Linked DNA regions of Zea mays: region 2 is linked to region 1. A link is a contact called in public Hi-C data. All regions are on one chromosome and are shown on one strand. Each heading gives the region's core, a stretch centred on a gene start, on an enhancer-like site or on the middle of the called end of the contact. The rest is flanking DNA. Distances are from core to core; before and after follow the strand shown. Region 1 holds the start of LOC103654247 (TPR repeat-containing thioredoxin TTL4). Region 2 holds the start of LOC100381600 (trehalose-6-phosphate phosphatase4).

The links. A called contact is a pair of places that touch in the nucleus more often than the background predicts.
Region 2: a Hi-C map of leaf mesophyll shows a contact between it and region 1, with 4 times the contacts expected there. The contact joins the promoter of LOC100381600 here to the promoter of LOC103654247 in region 1. A contact is called at or near these places in 2 of 25 Hi-C or Micro-C datasets (leaf mesophyll and tassel).

What each region holds. Positions count from the first base shown.
Region 1 is chr4:185,599,096-185,604,666 of Zm-B73-REFERENCE-NAM-5.0, forward strand. It overlaps LOC103654247 (TPR repeat-containing thioredoxin TTL4), which reads left to right and starts at 2,683. Exons shown (of 6, transcript XM_020552752.1): 1 at 2,683-3,966. The coding sequence starts at 3,068.
Region 2 is chr4:185,827,548-185,833,125 of Zm-B73-REFERENCE-NAM-5.0, forward strand. It overlaps LOC100381600 (trehalose-6-phosphate phosphatase4), which reads right to left and starts at 3,858. Exons shown (of 9, transcript NM_001174419.1): 1 at 3,459-3,858; 2 at 3,205-3,345; 3 at 3,004-3,075; 4 at 2,797-2,874; 5 at 2,629-2,682; 6 at 2,376-2,477; 7 at 2,186-2,263; 8 at 1,956-2,025; 9 at 1,303-1,736. The coding sequence starts at 3,701. The coding sequence ends at 1,504.

The DNA of each region.
Region 1 (5,571 bases), core at 1,433-3,932:
GCAGTGGAAATGAAGTTCCTGTCTCAAAATATCATGCACTTCAAAGACAACTTATACCACATATAAGTAATAAAGTACAAGTAGAAAAGTAATTAAGACAAAGAGATAGAACACAACACGGAGCAGAGCACACAGTCACTCGGATTTATCTCGTGGTTCGACCAAGTCTAAAATGCTTGCCTAGTCCATGTTGGAGTTAGTCACACCTTGGCTTGGAGTATCTTACTTCGTCCTCCATTTGCTCAGATCTATCAATGCGACAAATAGAGCCTTCCACTATGTCGATGCTGGTTACAACGATGTCGCAGCTGCTTACAATCTTCTCGACAGCACTCCGGCAGAGTAACAATGCGCTCAGAATCTTGCTCTAGCTCTTAGCGGCACTTCTTGTCTCTCTAATGGCTTATTACTTTGCCACTATACAAACTATAGAGATACACAAGAGAGGGAGAATGTATACACTTGTTGGTTGTACTTGTGTACTGATTGGAAGCGTCTAGGGGTCCCCTTTATAGTCCCAAAGGGCCTCGGAGTCGTTGCTTCCTCCAAAGAATGCTCCAAAACCTTCCCTATCTGCGGACTCACTATACCGCGTGATTGGTTGCCTTCCTTCTTGGGACTTGGCACCAGACAACTGTCGCGTCAACAAGATGTTGGCGGCTAGCGTCTGTCGAGGAAAGAGCCACTGGAGCCTATCTGAGGCACACAAGATAGTCCGGTGTTTGATCGAAGAGTCCGGTTCACACCAGATAGTCCGGTGAGCCACAATTTGTCTCAAATTTAACTCTTTTGAGCTAAACTTCTTCAAATTGTTTTGCCTTTTCTTGAGGGGTTCCATAGCACTTAGATAAACATAGTTAGCACTTAATCCAATTGATTAAGTGTAAGAAACATACATCTTTTCACATCTTCTCTAGCTTTTCTATTTTACCTCATACAGAGCTCCAAAATGACACTTTCTCTACAAACATGGTTAGAGAGCAAAAACAAGTTGCCATATGCATAGTAGAAGGTATATGCAACATATTTGATCACTCAAAATTGCATACCTTAACCTTCTTCATTGTTTTGCCCCTTTTTGGTTTGTTTGGGGTCGATGTTGGACTCCAAAACTCTAAGTCTCCATGACTTGATTTAGATTGCCATCTATGAGCTCCAACACTCTGCAAAGGTCACACAGAACACATCCAAACATAGGAACAACCCAAACTAAAGGTTAGATGTACTTAGCTCATTTGGGTTGCTTCCAGGTTCTAGTTTTGACACTACTCCTTCTAGTGATCTTATCCCACATCTCGAGCTTGAGCTTTATGACTTACACCACATAACCATAGATGTTACCTTATTGGTTGTAAGTCGCGTCCTTAGGTAGTGATCCTTGATGCACCATAGCTCTTCTCAACTCGATCATCCTTGACTTTGTAAGTCTTTTTCTTCAACCCTAGCTTTGGGTACCTTAGCCTCCATGACCTTCCCCTATGCACTTGGTACCTCGAAGTTCTTCTTGCCTCCATCCTTAGCATGACCGGTTGTCTCCAAGATATCACACCGAGTCTCACATAAATAATGTTCTTCTTTACTTGTGATGTCCACAACCATGATCAACTCAGCCTTTGGACCGTCACACTTGAACACTTGTATTGAACTCTATAAGCTTCACACTATGCAACTGTTCAACACTTAGCACACATGTTAGTTCTTTAATTGGATTGTCATCCAAACCACCAAAACCCACAAGAGATCTTTCAGAAAACCACGTGACAAAATCAAGCAAGATCGTAAAAAACCACTGGTGTATAGAATTCAAGTTTTATATCAATATACGATACAAGTTCAAAGAAGAAAACTATATAAACAAAAGAAGCAAACATACCACTATATTTTTCCTGACCGAATTGAAGCAGTACGTACGTGTCGAATGCCTATCTCCTCAAATGGCATGGGCCCTGGGAAAGTGGCGGTGTCAAACTGCCTCTCCGATAGGGAGCTAGAGCTCGATGGTTCACCAAGCTCGTCGATCACCGAGGATGCATCGTCATGACGAGCGAGATCAGATCTGCTAGGTAGACCAACGGCACGACGATGACAAGCGGGGTGAGGATGGCGAAAAGGGGTTGGGGTTGAGCAGTGTCACGCGTTGGGAAGGAGGCAGTGGCAGGTGCATCATGCGGATTGGTTCAGGCAACGTCAGATAGAATATGGTCGAACAAATAAATGAGAAGTCTAGACTAAAGATGAGGGCGAAAGTATGGAGGACTGGACCGACCCGACGAGAATATCTAGGACATGGCTAATTTGGTCAAGCTATTTTTTTTATACTTAACAGTAAATGAACATTAGTTGTGTGAGGTTTTACAAACCTAAACAAGGGCCATGGGCTACTGTACCCCTATGGATCCTCCCCTAACCAAACCTTGTCCTTTTTTTTGCGTCCCTAGCCACATAGAGCAGATGGGGCTCATGGACGCATTGTCACACGCACTCTTTGTAAGCGCATAGTTTGTTTTGCACTAGCACCCCCCCCCCCCCCCCCCCCCCCCCCCTCCTCCTCTTTTTTTTTTGCTATAAACGAACTTCCTCATTGCGCGTTCTTCCATTTAAACACAAAAACAACATTGCACAGTACGAACGCGTTGTCCTTGTCTTTGTCTCCATGACCCCGCAGCAATCAATGGAGAATACTGCACATCTCCAAAACAAAAAAGGATGGATGTAGAGAAAAATAATTTTTGAAAATATAAGAAGAAACTGAGAACTTGCACATCTGCACGGGAGGGTCCACGGTCCCAGCCTCTCGGCTCCAAAACACACACACACAAGGGAGTTTCTTGTAACACACGCAGTTTAAAAATCCCCGTGCTGCCCACATTCCCACAATCCCACCCCAACTGTGGAACCCGTCGTCGTTGGTTGCCAACCAGGAGCCAACGGCCAGCACACCTCCTAGCTCTGGCTGCCTCTCCATCTTTGGCACTGCCCATCATCCCCTGCCTTCCCCACGCGCACGACTCACGACGCACGGCGAAGCGCTCCGCGGGGCCGCGCGGCCGCGAACGTCGCCACGGTCATGGTCGCCATGACGGAGCCGCGTGACCCGCCGACCGGCTGCGCCATGTTCGGCATCTACAGCGGACTGTTCCGCCGTCGCCGCTCCGCATCCATGACCTCCCTCCACCGGATCGACGAGGCCCCGGCCGTGGCGCCGTTGGCGAACCCGGCGCATCATCAGAAGCCCGCCGTGCACCACGACGCATCCTCCCTCGCGCGCCGCCCCAACGCCGTGCCCGTGCCGGCGGCGCAGAACGGCGCCGTCGCCCGCGCCGCGCCACCGGCGGCGAACGGCAGGGGCAGGACAGTCACCAAGGCGGTGAACGGCGCCGGCGGCCCGAGGCCCGCCGTGGAGCCCGCGGCGGAGTACACGGGCATGGCCGCGGAGCTGGACAGGATGATCCTCGACCACCAGAGGGTCAAGGGCACCACGCAGCTGGTGCGCGCCACCTCGGGCAACATGATGCTGCACCGCAACCTCGGCAACCTGAACGCGGGCGCCACCGGCACGGCAGTGCGCAGCCCCGTAGTAGAGCGCGGCGGCACCGCGGCGGCGAACGAGCGGAAGGCGCCGCCCAACGGGTACGCGTCCTCCGGTATGGGCAACATCGTCAGGGAGCCCAGGACGCCGGCAGCGGCGGGCGAGCTGTGCCGGGCGCTGTCGCACCGCACGGACCCCGAGAAGCTCAAGGAGATGGGCAACGAGGAGTACCGGCAGGGCCATTACGAGGAGGCTGTGGCGCTCTACGACCAGGCCATCATGATGGACGCGAGGCGACCGGCGTACTGGAGCAACAAGGCGGCCGCGCTCGCCGCGCTCGGGCGGCTCATCGAGGCCGTCGCCGACTGCAAGGAGGCCGTCCGGATCGACCCTTCGTACGATCGCGCTCACCACCGGCTTGGCGGCTTGTACCTCAGGTACGTGGCACATCTCGCCGAATTTCAGATCAGAGGCCATACAAATTTCTCGTCGTCCCCCTCCGTTGTGTCATTGTTCCTCGAATCGTGTTTCAACTCTTCCGTACCAACTGTATCGTGACAGTGCATGCATCATTTCTTCTATCTACTAGTTAATTATACATACGATTCGATATTAGTACAAGTTGCTTTTAGTTAGCAATATTTAATACTGCTACAACATTGAACAAAAGAATATTTAAAGTACTGGACTCTGTGATCGTAGTCTTTGTGGAGTAGGCCGAAGGCGTTTGCTTTTGTTTCTCTTTTTCGTTTTCTTTGCTGTGCAATGGTAGTTGAACTCAACGGTGCACGTTCAAACGTTCCATCACTGGCCATTTATATGACACTCATATATTTTATTGTACAACATAGTTTGATCCTGACCGGCATCTGAAATTGACATCATTGGCCGCTAATTTTATTCAAAGTACATTGTTCATGACTACAAAACACAATATTAACACCATTGGAATAAAGGTGCTACAAATAAAAAATTGAATTTTATGACCTTATAAAAACACTAATTTGAATAATTGTATGTTGTAACAATTAGCAATGCAACTGCAAAAGATTAGTCAAATTTACTAATTTAACTATTCTTTAGAATAGACTTAAAAAAAGTAGACTAGTTCAACATACTGTAAATTTAGATCTGTGTATGATGAGTGAAGGAGGCTATCCAAAAATAGAGAGCCTGTGTAGAAATAAATATTGAATAGGTACTAAATTTGAAGAGTCATTTATAGTCTATTGTAGACGCTATTTTTTAATAATACCCAAATTTACCTTTATAAAATGATCTAGCTAGTCTCTTAGACTTGCTCTTAGACGTCTGATTTCTAGCTTCTCTTCAAGATATAATGTATCCATCCTCTTGCTTGATTTTTTTTCTGCTTTAATATGAATCTCAACTCTACATGTTCATAAATTAACGGTGAAAATGGTTACCCGAAAGACATACTATATGTTTCAAGCACCTAAAATATAGCAAGTCCTATATAATAATTCTTAGCTAATAAAATATTGTCTACTTCTACGTCACCGCTCACTTTGGTTTTAGAACGATGAAGATGGTGCGTAGGAACAGAATTATCCGTTCTTGATCGATTCCACTTTTTTTCACCTTAAAAGCCATTCGCAGGAGAAAGTGTAGAATAAAATAAAACTATCACTTTAAATTTATAGTTTTGTTTTTTGTTCTATATATATATATAATTCTATATATAGTTATATTTTTGTAGACATTTAATTTTATGACTCATATTGAGTTAGAAGCCGAATCAGGAGAGTTTTGTCCTCCTAAAACTCACTTCTTATCTCTGTTCTTAAAAACACCACCACATTATCAAAACGTTTATGCCTTATTTAAATTCACATGCATCTCCCTCAATTTATGTGTGTTGGAGGGGTTTGTGTCAAATTTAAACTAAATTTCACACCACACCGGACCACTCCAACACACATGGAGTGAAGGCATATGTTCTGATTGGATTAGCAGGTCAACCGCAAAGTACACAACGTTCTGCCTTAATTTACGCTAGCAATTTGTAAGATCCACATTGA
Region 2 (5,578 bases), core at 2,608-5,107, 230 kb after region 1:
CATCGTACAATACACGCGCAAAAAGTATTCAGGGGCTCGTCGCCGTATATAATATCAGGCGTTCGTACCCCAGTGACCGCGGCTGCTCGACACGAATCAGCTGCGCCCAGAGCTCACACATGATCGTATATATCCAGCAAGTAGTAATAATACTATTGTCTTGGAGACAGCTTTGTCATGGTAAGAACTGGCAGGGTGGTGGAGATCGTGCAGCTAGCAAGCTCTGCTGCTCACATGCCGCCCTAGCTTAGCTACGATCGAGCGGCCGGTGTCGTCGTACGGCGGGATCCAGCTCCTTTTTCCCAGCTCTCTTCATCACGCTTGCTGTATGCTTGCATCACGTGTATATGCATTTATCGTCATGCGATCATCGAAAGAAGAAACAAGGAACATGGCATATGCATCTAGCTAGCTACTTTCCTAAGAGACTTCACCTTGGTCTCGCTTGTTGTGAAGTCAAGGTTAGGGGTGTTTGTTTGGAATTATAATCTGATTAGATTATATAATCCAATATATTCTCAACTAAGTGTTAGTTCAAAATATGTTGGATTGTATAATCTAGTCAGATTATAATCCCAAACAAAACCCCCCTTGTTTGGACAATCTCGGATTGAAGTGGATTGAAGTGGTATGAGACGTATCGAAGTGTAATATGAACTAATTTCTCTTTCAATCCCTTCAATACACTTCAATTCACTCCAATCCCTCTTTACCCAAACAAAACCTTAGCAGTCTTGTTTAATCAATGGTCTCAGAATCCGTTGTAGTTGCTAATTGGTGCTCTCTTTCTCTCTTTTCCCTGAATTGGAATTGTAAAGACTGGTTGGCACGAAATAATTTGCAGAATATAATTCCATTGCTTGGGATCTCACATTCATTCACCAGGAGTACACATCTTACAGAGAGGGTGCGTAAACAGTGCCTAGACATACAGCAGCTACTATAGTTACATACTTATATTAATTGGGGGTGAAGTGAAATTACCGAACCTTCTCTGTTTCTTTCAAAGGTTCTTCAATTCAAGGACGTCAGGTAGCTTTGCAGATAGACGACGATGCCTTCCAGAGTCATGGGGAACAAGCTAGGGCCAAAAACAACAGGAGAGAATAATGGGGGTGGGGGGACAGTACACTGCCTTGGAGTAGAACCGGTTACTGATACTGTATTCGACAGTAGCGCCAACATGCTCAAAACACTTTCAGTGACGCTGTGCTTTGTGTGCGGCCGGCCGGCCTCCTTTTTCCTCGCTCGGTGGTGGCGGAGGCCGGCAGCACACGGTGGTCAGGGAATCGAAGAACATGTAACACAGCAACCACCACGAGTCGTCGGTTTCGGAGGCCACCACAAGCTGAAGAATCGTCAGAGAGAGTGGAGAGAGAGGGAGAGAGAGAGACAGAAAAAAAAATTGGTCTTGCAGTGGTGGGGTATGTTTTCGCGCATGATTGGACGCCCATTCGATCGATCGGTCGGTCCATCGATTGACTAGTCGACCAAGAACAAGAGCTACACCGGCGGCCGAGTCGTCGTGGATTTCCGCTTCCACTCCACCAGGCGGAGCAAGAAGTCCATGACCTCGCCGGGGTCCTGCAGCGAGTAGGAGGCGTTCGTCTCCTTGGGGCACTTGGACACGAGGATCCCGACGCCTTGGCCCCTCTTCCTCAGCACCTTGAAGGCGTCCTCGTCGGTGCGGTCGTCACCGATGTACACCGGGAGGGCGTCGCTGCAGCTGGCGAATCCTGGAGAGCGACAGCAGCCGGAAAAAATAAATAGGCGGCGTGTGCGTGTCATCAGCATCAGCCAGCAGCGATTTGTTTGGACAGGAGGTGTGATACGCGCGCAGGTACTGAATAAAAACTGCAGGCGAAACGAGAGCAGCAACTGTGGACGACACGGCCGAAATAGACAAGGGCGGGGCGGGGCGGGGGGTGGGCTTTGTTTTGTCGTAACGCACGTACCGAGCGATTCGAGCAGAAACTCCAAGGCCTTGCCCTTGTCCCACATGATGCTCGGACGGATCTCCAGAACCTGATGCACGCGCCAAAAGTTCCAGCAGTCTTGCTCAGTTTCTGATCTTCACTAGTAGTACTCACTAGCCAGCTAGCTAGTACTTGTATTATTAAGCAAGGACAAGGACAGCCAATCAGCTATGCCGTACATGTGTTTCCGGTCAAGTCTAGCTAATTACCTTCCTGCCTTGAGTGAGCTTTAGCTTGGGGTAGTCCTTGATCACTGCCTTGACCTGCTCGGCCAATGCGTTCCATCTCTGCAGCAAGGAAGAGACAAGTGTTAACTATAAGACAGGTACAGAGCTGGTGGGAATAAACTAGCCGCGCGCGCGTGGTCGATGCAACTTGGCATCCAAAGATGGGGGGTACCTTTTCATCTACACATCTGAAGTGCACGGACAGGCAGAACTTGTTGTTCTCCACCTTGGCGCCAGGCGTGGACTTCGTCTTCTCCACCAGCGCCTTGTACACCTGACGGGAAAAAATGCGGATTCACCGCGCGCGTGCGCGGCCATTATTGTTAATCTCCTCGTGCATCGGCTGGACTTCACAAGCTAAGCGCAAGTGGACAAGTGTGCTTCTACTTCTAATCGACGACTCTAGCAAGCAGCACGCAGCGTACCTCGTCGATCACGGGGAGGAACTCGCTCGCAGGTTGGCACAGAACTGACTCGGGCTGGAGAGGGTTGGAATGAGAGGGCAAGATTTGATTACACGACAGTCATGGAGAGCTAGTCTCCGACCAACTCAATCAATCGAAGGAGATAAGAGCTCTAGCGTGCGAGCGTACATTGGAGCTTGGTCCTTCGATGTCCATGCCATGGCTGCCGGCGTAGTAGAGCTCCGACAGGTCGACGAAGCTGCGCACCTGTGCACGCGCGCGCCAGAACGAAGAAGAAAGCCAACAAATCAGCCAATGGCCTATGCACGCACCCAAGCGCACGCGCGAGCTTGTCAAGTGTTTGCGGCGCTGAGACGAGTGGCGCAGGCAATGTACCTTGTCGCGGCAGCGCCCGCTCACGATCGCCGTCGGGAAGTGCTTCGCGACGTCGCGCACCGCCGCTCTCATCTGCGGACCAGTACAGCGCAAGGGGGGAAACGTCAGTCGAGGTCGAGGGTGAGCCGAGCGTGAGCTTTCGTCCGGCCGCCATGAAAAGGTTGTATGTGCCGGGGAGAGCAGCAGGATCGGAGGCCTCACCACGTCGCTCATGTAGGCGGCGTCCGGGTCGGCGACGATGGGGGCGAGCGTGCCGTCGTAGTCTAGGAACATGACGACCTTCTTCCCCTGGGACGCGCTGGCAATCTGCTCGAACTTCCCGAGCGCCGACGGGTGCTTCCTCTGCGAGAGAAACAGGGTTAGCATCGTACCTGGAGGCAACAAGCCATGCACGCGCGCGCGCGCGTGCAAGCTCCCGACGCGTGTCAAGAAGACGAGAGGCAAAGTGGAGTCACCATCCAGGCCGTGAGCTCGTCGACGTCGGCGGCGGCGCGGGAGCGGGTGGGCGAGGAGGCGCGCATGGCCTCGACCCAGGTGCAGCTGGCCGAGCGCGCCGCCGCCGCTGCCAGGTCGAGGTACCGCAGGGACATGGCGCCGGCCGCCGCGCCCCGGCAGGCCAGGAGGGCCGGGCTCGAGCCCGGCAGCGCGGTCCCGGCCGCAATGCCCATCTCCGACACGACCACGTCCTGGTTCGTCATGTGCTTCCGCTTCACCAGCGGCCCCAGGCAGCAGGGCAGGCTCGTGGGAGGCAAACCCGGCGACTTTCTCGATCGTCCCAACACGAAGCACTTGGACGGGACGAACGCAGTTAGCCTCAGGGACCTGGGGGAGTGTGCGGGCTTCTCAGGGCTTGAGATGTGGGCGGATGCGATGCGAGTTGGGAGTAGTAGGAGTGCGGCGTACTTATAGCTCGGGGGTGGGCCCAGAGGGCCTGCCACGTAGTATCCCGAGTGGAGCCGACGTCTGGGCCGGGGGTGGTCGCCGGGCTGCTTAGTAGGCCGCAGCCGCATTGGTGCATGATGGCCCGCCTCCCTCGCCGAATTGATTTGTTTCGTAGCATGCAACGGCAACTGGGCATGGGCGAAGGTAGGTGTAGGTCTACATGTGCATGAACATAGTGTCAAGAAACACTACGGCTAATACATAAGCATAAAGAGATTCTACTTTTCTACCACTCTCGTAATAACCAACAAAAGAGGAGTTTCTCTATTATTGTCTTGTATCTCTCTTTATGCTCATGCCGTCCCGTAAAAGGAATCGAGAATCTCACGTCTCTATTACTGATTACAGGGTTCCGTAACCTGAATCTGCAATATACAATGATATCGTTACTCAGTACATCGTCGATACTACTCTATTGTTGCAGATCTAACCTACACAACTCTTTATCAAAATGGCAGATTTTCGGCCTTGTCAAATTGTCATACATGATAGGCTTTGTTTTCATCAACCAAATCAAAAAGCATGGTATGTCGTTCTTGATCCACTAGAAACTTCTGATATAGTAGATTTGGTCCATCTAGAATAAATTCACTAGGACTGCTCCAACCCCTCCCTCACGGCTGATGGACAACCAACGGTGTCGAACATCGGCTGATTGTTGACTAGTCGTGGTTGACAGTGATGCAGCCATGACTAGTTGCGACCGGCTGCCGCTAACCATAGCCTGGTACGACTGGATGTAATCGGCTGGCCCGTTGTTGGATGAGTTTTAGTTTCCCGGTGGGCGACATGGTGTGTGACAACTTTTACGAAGCACTGTCAAATTTTACGAAAGGAGACAGGCGGAGAAGATAGGACAACAACGCCTGAGCACCCCTACGTGTGATAGCGCATTAGCCTACGCCGCAATATACTCCTATGCACTCCTCCGACTAGACGAGTCAAGGGCACGACAAGCCAGGAGATCTACACGACGAGGAGAAGATATCCATTATCCACGGACCGACGCTCCACTTACTCCATATCTAGGCCCACTTGTTGGGGCTCGGGCACTATGTACATGCCTCCCTTGGGCTATAAAAGGGAAGGCACACATAAGGTAATAGACAACCTCACAAGAACACACAGAGACTCCTATGCAATAAAACACACGGAGACTCCTAGACAATACAACTTACAACGGATGTACGGTCCAAACCCCGCACACAAACAAATCTAACACTCTGTGTGTCCTTGAGTTCATCCTACTAGCGCCAAATCCTACACCGTCGGTCCTCGTCTTAGTCCGACATTTAACGCGCCAGGTAGAGGCGGGGCGCTTAGCCTGGCCCCTTGCTGATGACATCCCACTCATCCATCGACAAGCTCGGTAGAGGTGGATTCACCAACATTTGGCGAAAGGCGAAAAAGCAACGCCTCAAGATGCTTGCCATCGTTCTTAGGTGGCACCTCAACAGTCGTGCCAACACCATCAGGCAGAAAGCGGGGGAAACCTCAAGCATGATGCTTGGGGTTACCGCTGTTGGCGCTCCTCTAGGCCTTGTGATGCCCAGGGTCACAAGCGTCAAACCCCAACAGAGCACAGTGGTATTCGAGGTGGCCACTGCCATCCGGAAGCCAAGCACGAACGAGG